Linked DNA regions of Gossypium hirsutum: region 1 is linked to region 2. A link is a contact called in public Hi-C data. All regions are on one chromosome and are shown on one strand. The core of a region is the stretch at or near the end of the contact, and the rest is flanking DNA. Distances in the headings are between cores, read along the strand shown. Region 1 holds the start of LOC107913633. Region 2 holds the start of LOC107891281 (cationic amino acid transporter 4, vacuolar).

Region 1 (4,867 bases), core at 152-2,651, 140 kb after region 2:
ATGGAGCTAAAGTAACTCGAACGGAACTGGCATAACTCCTGAGCATCAATCTTGAGTGACCAGAAACTCGAATTCGGTCACATGATATAACATCTTTTGAACCATGGACAGATGAGTGCCCATAAAGGGGAGCTGGGTTAACATCTAGTGCTGGACTTCCTAAGTCAATGCCTGCAATTATAAAACCTACTACAGTTGAAAACGACACAAAAAGTATGGCAAGGGTGCAAGATAGAACTAAAAAAACATGGACCAAGGTCATGCATTATAGATTTCCATCAAGTTATTGAAATAAACCCACCTTCACCTCCGGTTCACAAATTGCATAATATACTTTCTACAGGGTAAACCTGAAGGGAACACTGATAGAGCTCAGTTTCTAAATTAATTAATTACAAAGCATTAAGTGATCATTCAATCCATGCATTTATCCAAACACTAAAAAAGCCTTCATAGCTCTCCAAGGCTACAACAAGTATTTGGCACGTCTAATCTTAGTAATTTATAGTTAAAACAACCTTTAGCTGTCAACCTTTTCTAGGAACGCCTAAAGAAACCTGCGGGAAACTGATTACCAGTGATGAGAAATGAGAAAATAAGTAAATAGTACAGTTTCTATGAAGCAAAGGCTACTGTAAAAATGGAAATCAGAGACCAACCCAAAAACCTAAGCAGATATTCTTATTGTTCCGTTCATCTTCTTCGGAAATTAATAAATTGAAGCAGTTGCAATTCAGGTTTCTAAACCAATCGAAGAACAGCCACGTTAAAGGAATGAGAAAAAATAAAATAAAATAAAAACCCGAACCTAATTTGCCAAACCATTTCAAAGCAAGCAAAGAAAATAGAATCATCCAGATGACAAACATAGTTGAATCCAATGAGGAACAATAAAGGGAATTATCAGATAGTTATACCTTTAAATTGTGAGATCGCTTGAGAAGCACATGATGAAAAGAAAAAATAATATAATAATAATAAGAAGAGGCTAAGAGAAGAGGAAGCCATTGTCGACATCCCTCTTCCACCTCTCTCTCTCTCTCTCTCCCTGTTTTCAAGCTGATTTGTAAATAGAAACTTCAAAGAGGAAAACGGACGCTTTTCATTACAGTTAACATATTTTAAAATTAAATTGCACGGCTATTGGTGGAAAATTAAAAAATATATATTTAATATAATTAGAGACCGACTAAATTACCATTAAATGTCGTTTTTTTTTAATTTATCAGATTAGGCTGTTTTTTTGGAAAAATTAAAGGATTAGACAAATTTTTTAAAGCATTTTCGCGGAGACTCATTTTCAGGTGTAATTTAAGAAAATGCTCTTAGGTAGATGTGTTTTCTGCATGCTGTCAGTAAAATACTTCTAACTGAAGCGTGTTTACTGGAAGCTTTTCATCCCAGCAGTGGCTAGTTTCCAATGACTAATTAAATAGCCTTCCTCAGCCCCCAACGGCTAATTAAATAGTACCTACCACCTCCCCCTTATAAACCCTCATTTCTATTTTTCTCACAAATACTTTAAAAATTCTCACATTCTCATATTCCCAAATCTCTCAAAATTCTCTCAATCATTTATTAAATTCTTATTTAGATTTTATTTCTCTACAATTCTTTTATTAGAATTATATTAATATTTTTTTTAAAATATTTTTATTAAAAATTAATCCGTGTTTTTTGAAATTAACAAATGGTCAAATCTCTAATTCGTTTTGATGGCAGCCACATTTCTGTCAACCAATTGTAAATGGTAAGAATATTTTTTAAATATATTTCAATTTTGTTTAATTTTTTATTTTATTGTTATATTTAAAATTAATTTTTGAATTTTTTTTACATAAATAGGCAGAAAATAGAATTTTGAAGTGCTACATTTATAATCTACTCGCTCTTGCATCACCTTTGATCGAATCGTACTTGAGGGAAGCCGATTTTTCGCACGTGTCCCTTGTAGGTTGGGGGTATAAGTTGGACCCGACACTCGTAAGTGCGTTGGTGGAAAGGTGGAGACCCGAGATGCATACATTCCATCTTCCATGTGGCGAGTGTACTATCACTTTGGAGGACATGTAGTTACTGTTGGGTTACCGGTGAATGGGTCGGTAGTCACTGGGTCAATTTATGCGGCCGATCAGAGAGGCGCATGCGATGAACTTTTGGGTTTGGTTCTAGAGACGATTTATAGAGGCTGTATCGAAATGAGTTGGTTAAGAAGAAACTTTAGAGAGCTTGATGCGGATTCGACTAAAGTTGAAAGAGAATGACACACTTGGGTATACATCTTTCAGATCATCGGGGATATCATGATGCCAGATAAGTCACAAAATCTCGTCCATCTAAGGTGGCTGATGAAACTCGTCAACTTTAGAGAAGTAGGCGAACTTAGTTAGGGGCCAGCCGTGTTAGCAACCTTATACTGGGAGATGTGTCTAGCGATGCAATCACATAAAATTAAAATTGGTGGTTACATTCTACTACTGCAGTCATGGGCATCGTACCGTCTGTCATTTTTACATCTTCGAGCGAACTACTCATATGCATTTCCCCTCATAACAAGGTAAAATTCATTAGATGATATATTTACCATAATAAAATTAATTAAAATTTTAATTATTATGCTAACAAGTTATTTAAATAGGTAAAACCATGAGCCGAGTTATGTGGGATTACCAAATGAGCTTCGAGAATACGGCTTCTATTAGACCAACGATCGGAAGCGGATGTATGTATTTATTTAAATTGGAATTAGATAATATTAACATAGTTGATTTGAGATTCAATAGTATACAAATATCTTTAAAGTTTTTATTATTTTAATATAGTTTGAATGGACATCATACGAGGATCCAACGATTAAAGAATACATCCCTGAATAATTCTTTGTGAATTCGAACATTTGGCACATGAAGATGCCATTAGTAGTGTACGCTACCGTCAAGATGCACGAGTCGGATAGAGTGTTGCAGCAATTAGGTTCGACAATCAATTCTTGTGGCACCTGAAGACCTTGATGATGTGTGTCCTATCAACTTGCAGGGTTGGATGGGTGAGATTGGTCAATATTCCATGTGCAATACATCAACATATGGGACAACAGGTACGAATTCTTACCTACTTGCAAGGCTATTGTCGCTCTGGACTTAGTCTGTGATTCAGATTACATGTCATAATTTAGCATCCATGGCAAGCCACACTTATATGGAAAAGAGGCTAGGAGTTGATAACCACATACGAGGAGGCCATGACGAGCCCCTATACATCTAAGGACTGGCGGGGCAAGTCCATCATTAGCACCTATGCAAGAAATGATACCGATTGTAACACCACCAATGGCCGCACCAACCACTAGTCAGTATGTACTGTCTTACTCTAGTACGTATATGCCAAGTTTTATTTTCCTGCTTCTACTTCTATGCCAAGTTTTATTTTTGGACCTCCGCCCTCGATGTATTACACATTCATGCCATCTACATTTCTGAAAACGGCGATGTCGTCGCCGTCGTATAAGTCGTGTAACATCCTATACTCGATCCGGTCACCAACCTAAGCTATAAGGCGTTACAACTATAAAACTTTAATATTTTTCATAATTTATTTAAAGATAATCAAAATAATTCATCACCAATCATTTCCATGCTTTTCAATCAATTTGGGACCTAATTCAAACTTACGGAACATTTAAAATAAATTGAGATCAATTCTGGATTAAATTGAAATTTCTATGAAAATTTTGAACAAAAGTGTAAACAAGGGTCACACAATTGTGTGGCTAGGCCATGCGATAAAAGCCAGCTTGTGTAGCCCCAAACATGGTCGTGTGGCCACTTCACATGCCCGTGTTCGCAGACTGTGTAACTAACTATGACCGTGTGAAAAATCCTGTACCTAAAATCAAATAGCCACACGGCCGTGTGGGAGACTGTGTGTGGCACATGGGCGTGTGCATCTAAAATAACTTCAAAACCAAGCATTTTCATCTACCATTTCTAAAGTTCCAAGCCAAACCATTTCCAATCATTTTTACCTATTCAAAATACATCAAAACATGCCAAAACATACCAAAATCATCCAACCTAAGTGCCTAACCAATATGCCTTCAATGGCACATCAATTTGAAACATAAACACCCATCATCCAATCAAACATATACTACAAGTAAAAATTCTTTCAAACATCCTTCAAATGTAACATAACACATACCAATATTCAATTATCATTCAAACCATCAAATGTTCATTCAACATATCATAATATCATATCTTACCATGACCATATTAGCCATTATTTAAACACAAAGCATTTCAAGGTTGCCTATTATCCTACACTACCAACACAACCATTTAAATGCATCTAAATATCAACTTATGCAACCACCATCACAAACCACAACAAACCAAGTTACCAAATAGGATTTACATCAATACATATACCATAATTTCAAGTGCCTATCATATGACTGAAATACTTATAATTTACATATCCAAAACCCTATTTACATGCCATTTATAATGGGGTCAAAATAAATAAAAAGGTTACTGAATAAGTTTTCAGATAGTGTGATCTCCAACAACGTTTGAATCGACAGTGAAAATTCGATGATCTATAATGAAGCAAACCAAATAAAGTAAGCTTTCATAAAGCTTAGTAAATTCGTAAAACAAAACAACACATACATGCTAACTTAATTATTAAATATGTAAAACATGAAACTAACGATCCTTGCCATCTATCATCGTTTCAACTTTTCGAAATACTTAAACCTAAATGATTCATATCATCAAAATACAACGCAACAAATAATCACATACTAAGATACAATTCATCATATCATATCATATCATATCAGTCTATTTTCTTTTTAATAATT
Region 2 (5,188 bases), core at 2,483-4,982:
TTCTTGAGAATGAGATTTACAAGCACCAGATGAAGAAACTAAAGTAGAAAGACTTCGAAAAAGTTGACAAACCTTGGAAGGTATTCAGCAGAAGCTGCAGATGTAAGAACAAGAACACCTATGCAGAAAAGGGCTATATTCCAAACTGCAATGTTCCTCCGTCTCTGCGGATTTTGTTTATCTGTAAAGGAATGTGAAGAAAAAATGCTATCATTAGAGAAAATGAAAACTACATGCGGTCACATGGTAAACAAATGCATTTTTCATTAATGATATAGGCTATGCTAATTCTGAAAGCAAAAGCAACAAAAACGGGCAGATTCTAGATAATAAGAAGGATGTACGAGTACGTTTTACTTCTTTGACTATGAGAGGTCAATACAGAAGGGATCCAAGGCCTCCTTTATTAACAAATATAAGCTATAGTTAAATTGTTGCATTTCTTTGCGTAATTTCATTCATTCTGCACACTGCCATCTGAATGAACTTGTATACCTTGATTACCTTCAGAGAATTGCTTTTCAATAAGAGGATACTGAATTGAAGCCTCCCCATGATCTGACTGACTTGGACTTTGCTCGACAATATCAACATCATTAAATTCTTTTCTTTCCATCGACTGACTATCATCATCAAGTTGCTTCCTCACTGAATCAATGAACTGTTGAAGAGATGATGGAAGTGGCACCTCTTCTGGAGGAGCATATCTGAGTATTAAGATCGAAATTGCAACAACAGTGAATGCAAGCAGAGTACCAACACTAACCTGCACCAGAGATAGAAAAAAGCATCTTATGCTTAACAGACATACATTCTTCGCCACAAACTTTTGTACTTCATAGTTAATTGGTATGAAACAACTTACCATCCCGGACAATTCCGAAACATCCATAAAAAAAGCCAATACTGCAGCAAGCATACCGGTTGTCACTGTGCTCTTTACTGGAACATGGGTGCGTGTACTGATGTCAGAAAAGAATGCAGGTAATAATCCATCCCTGGCCATTGCCATCAAGAGTCGTGGCTGAAGAAATATGCATAAAGTCAAACATGTACAATACCCCATCCTCGTGCAAATTTAGAACCAGTTAAGCAGCAATAGAAGGATGAACCAGAATTACTAATTCTAAGTAAATATCAACTTACCTGAGGAAGAAGTGAACCCATCAAACTTGCACAGAGAGCAGTAACTGCCCCAGCTGTGACTATGTATCTACAAGTATAAAAACCGAACATGGAGTTCGAAAGTAAGTTTTGGAGCGCAGGCCTTAAAACTTAAAGAATGAAACAACACCATGAACTACCAAAAGAATACAATGCTTACGCAGCCCACTGCATTCCGTTGGCAGAAAAAGCTGAGGAGATAGGAGTGTCTGGATTCAATGCATAGTATGGAACTAAGCCGACAATAACAACTGATACGAGCATGTACAAAATACAACACAGTGTCAAAGTCATCCCTATGCCCAACGGTAAATCTCGTAAAGGTCTTTTTGTCTGCCATGAAGAGGGGGAAAGGATATATATCAAAAAGAGATCATAATAAGGTGGCTTGTCAGCCATGCGAATCGACTCAACATAAAAGGACATATTAGTACTTAGGGTACTTATTTTATCTATGGTAAATCTCGTAAAGGTCTTTTTGTCTTCCATGAAGAAGGGGAAAAGGATACATATCAAAAAGAGATCATAATAAGGTGGCTTGTCAGTCATGCGAATCAACTCAACGTAAAAGGACATATTAGTATTTAGGGTGCTTATTTTATCTATGGTAAATCTCGTAAAGGTCTTTTTATCTGCCATGAAGAGGGGGAAAAGGATATATATCAAAAATAGATCATAATAAGGTGCCTTGATAGCCATGTGAATGGACTCAATGTAAAAGGACATATTAGTATTTTGGGTGCTTATTTTATCTATGGTAAAGAGAGATAATGGCAGGAGAGCATCATGAAAATCCGGTAATACCTCTTCAGCAGCACCAGTAACTGCATCAAAGCCTATATATGAAAAAAACACAATAGCGGATCCTGCTAGCATCCCATTTAGCCCAAAGGGGAAAAACCTGCAAACTTGAAAGGAAAACATAAAAAGGAGAGTAAAGCATACAAAAATAAAAAACTGTGCAAAGTCGAAGAAAAAATCATTATAGCTACCCGCCATGAAGTTCATAACCAACCCATCCAGTCTTGCAAGCCAAATAGCCACCAGCTACTATAATGAAAAGCATGGCACACACATTCACCGTTGTAACAATTGTTTGTACCAGTGAACTCTGTAATATCAAGTGTTAAATGAAAGCATTTACAAAAAACTAGATACACCTAAAACAGATAGAAAACCAATAGTCTACCTCCTTTATTCCGGCACACAGCAGAAACGTGACGATAAGAACTAAAATGGCTGCACAAGGATCCACCACAACTCCGAGCTGAGGGATTGTGTGACGAACCAAAAAGGCAGGCAGATTACCTTCACCTCCCAAAAATAAGGCCTGAAACACACAGCAATGAAGATCTTACAACATTCGCTCAAGTGAGGTAATAAATTACAGTATTATGCCAAAATTTTAGAAGTAAATCCTCACTATATTGGGTGATATGCCACCAGCAATAGCAGCACCACCAATTGTGTATTCTAGAATCAAAGACCAACCGATCAACCAAGCAACACTGCAAGTAACCACATTCTTACCTTACAAACCGAAATCAGATGCAATTATATAGAAAAACTGGAAAATATAAAATGATCCAATGATTTTAGTTTACCTTTCCCCTATGCATATATAGGTATAATGATATGCACTCCCAGCAGATGGGCAACGACTAGCAAGCTCTGCATAACAAAATGCGGAGAGTGCGGCAGCTAGTCCGGCAATGAGAAATGAAACAGTAAGAGCAGGTCCTGTGTGCTCTCTAGCAACTGTTCCAACAAGAACATATACCCCAGCTCCAATGGTTGTCCCTACTCCTGATTAATACAACATTCATTTAACAAATGTCAATGTGTATGAAACATCTAAAACGACTACCGCTATAGCTCCAAACATGAATTAAAATCCTTAAAGAAAACCAACAAACACCCATCACCCCCACATTCAACAAGCTCAGTATTCAGTCACCCTGGTTCCATCTCCATGACTAAAACTGCACTAAAGACCAAATTTTCAGAGAAACAACCAACACTTTTGCTTCAAAACAAAAACCAATAAAACAGGAGAGCACAGGAATAAACTGAAATGCCTATAAAACCAGAATATATATATATATCAAATGAAAATATGAGATAAGATGAACAAAAAATAAAATAAAATAAACCCAAATAGCAGAAGTACAAATTGAAGCAAATTAATAGCAGGAATACCAATGGCAGTGAGGTCAAGAGCAGTTAGTTTCCTGGCTAATTGGTGACCTTCTCTCCTTACATGGACCGAATCAACTTGTTTTCTTCTAACTAAGCTTTTGAAACCCTTTGAACACTTTGAAAGTAGTGCTTCACCCTTGTCTTGCATACTAACAATCATACTTCAAAAAAATTCCTTTTGTTTACTTCCTGTTTTGTTGGGTGAAAATTTTATTAGTAGAGAATAAAAAGAAAGAGCTTTTGATGAATTTACAGGAAACCCATATGACAAATAATGTTAAAGAATTAGAAAGAAGAAAGGTTTTTGACTTTTTGGAGATAACTGAGAGGCAGAGAGATAACAGCTTTGGTCTAAATATGGGGCGAACACGTCGTGGTTACGTGTAAAAGAGTCTTCATATTTATATCCCCATCCAATCTAAACAAAGAAACCATTAAAACAGCATTAATGCGATAACATCAGTTAAATTTTTGTTTTTTTTTTTTTTGTCAATTACAATTTTCTTCTTGTTGAAATACCATTCACAATTTAATATTGTACAACTCCATCAAAATAATTATGAAATAGCCTTTTTAAGTATTGATACTTAATGATAACTAATTTTTAATTACAGAATAAATAAATATATGATATCTTTTTTTATAAAGTTAAAACAATTTATTTTTATTTTATCTATAAAAAAATTTACTATATATATTTTTGAGTACTTTTTATTATATTAATATGAAATATATATATATTACTAATACTGGTAATTGAGGAATGTGAAAGTGAAAACTACATGCTTATGTAATGAAACACATAATCTGTTATGTATCGCATAATTTGATATATATATATGTAATATATATAATTGAAATTATATTTTGGCTTATTTCATAGTGAAAAAAGAAATTATGTAATACATATATTTATAAAATATATATAAAAATAATATATGAAATTTTGGTTAAATGATAAAAATATAATTACTAAAAAATATTGGGGTTTGAATTTAAATCTTATTATATTTATTCATATTTCTATTTTTCAATATAAAATATATAAAATAACAAAAATATTTTCAAAATATTATAATTTACTTTATAAAATAAAAGTAAACTCATCATTATCTAATTGACTCGTGACTCCAAATTATTTTTTGGATCATCATTATTCGACACCTAAAATATTCTATGCAAGAAACTAGTACTTACAGTTTGGATACAACTTTTAAAATTAAAAAAAAAAAAGTAAAATTTAAGCTTTTAAAATTGGAAAACATCAAGCCTTCTATCATGTATAGTTTGTTTGTATATAAAATTACAAAAGTGAAAGTGAGGCCTATAAAATACTTTAGCCAAAGATCCAATCAATCGCTTCAAAGGATTTTCTTGTTTTAAAGGAAAGAATAAAAGAGCTGCTTTCTGAACCTAATCACTGAATCCGTCTAGGTTCTTACAAGCGACAACATGAGAATCAACACGCATATATTTACATACAGTAATACTTTATGGTTGGTAAACATGATTTTCAATGGATTTTTTGTTTTCTTTTTTAAGATTATTTATTTAATATTTTTATACAAACCTAAAGAGCAAATTATACTGTAGCATGTGCCCAACATAAGTACATTGCAAAGGTAACTTAGTCACAGACACAACATACAATACAACAACATGAAAACATTAAAAGAAAAAAGAAACATTCATAAGATAGAGATAAAAAGAGGCCAAGGCAAATGTTTTCCTCGCTAATTAATAGTTTTTCTTTTCTTTTCTTTTGCTTTATCCCTATCTAATGTCCTCCAAAGTTAGTTGTAAAAACAATGTACCAATATTCCCA

The links. Hi-C and Micro-C count contacts between places; a contact is called where the count stands out from the background.
Region 1: a Hi-C map of leaf shows a contact between it and region 2, with 2.4 times the contacts expected there. The contact joins the promoter of LOC107913633 here to the promoter of LOC107891281 in region 2. A contact is called at or near these places in 9 of 34 Hi-C or Micro-C datasets (callus, hypocotyl, leaf and 2 more).

What each region holds. Positions count from the first base shown.
Region 1 is chrA11:93,197,038-93,201,904 of Gossypium_hirsutum_v2.1, forward strand. It overlaps LOC107913633, which reads right to left and starts at 1,402. Exons shown (of 10, transcript XM_016842281.2): 1 at 918-1,402; 2 at 1-171. The coding sequence starts at 1,017.
Region 2 is chrA11:93,058,954-93,064,141 of Gossypium_hirsutum_v2.1, forward strand. LOC107891281 (cationic amino acid transporter 4, vacuolar) reads right to left here and starts at 3,733. Exons shown (of 14, transcript XM_016816038.2): 1 at 3,364-3,733; 2 at 2,769-2,970; 3 at 2,588-2,672; 4 at 2,354-2,494; 5 at 2,157-2,275; 6 at 1,969-2,065; 7 at 1,325-1,497; 8 at 1,147-1,213; 9 at 866-1,024; 10 at 505-766; 11 at 73-181. The coding sequence starts at 3,523. LOC107891302 (BTB/POZ and MATH domain-containing protein 4) reads right to left here. Exons shown (of 4, transcript XM_016816055.2): 4 at 4,961-5,188.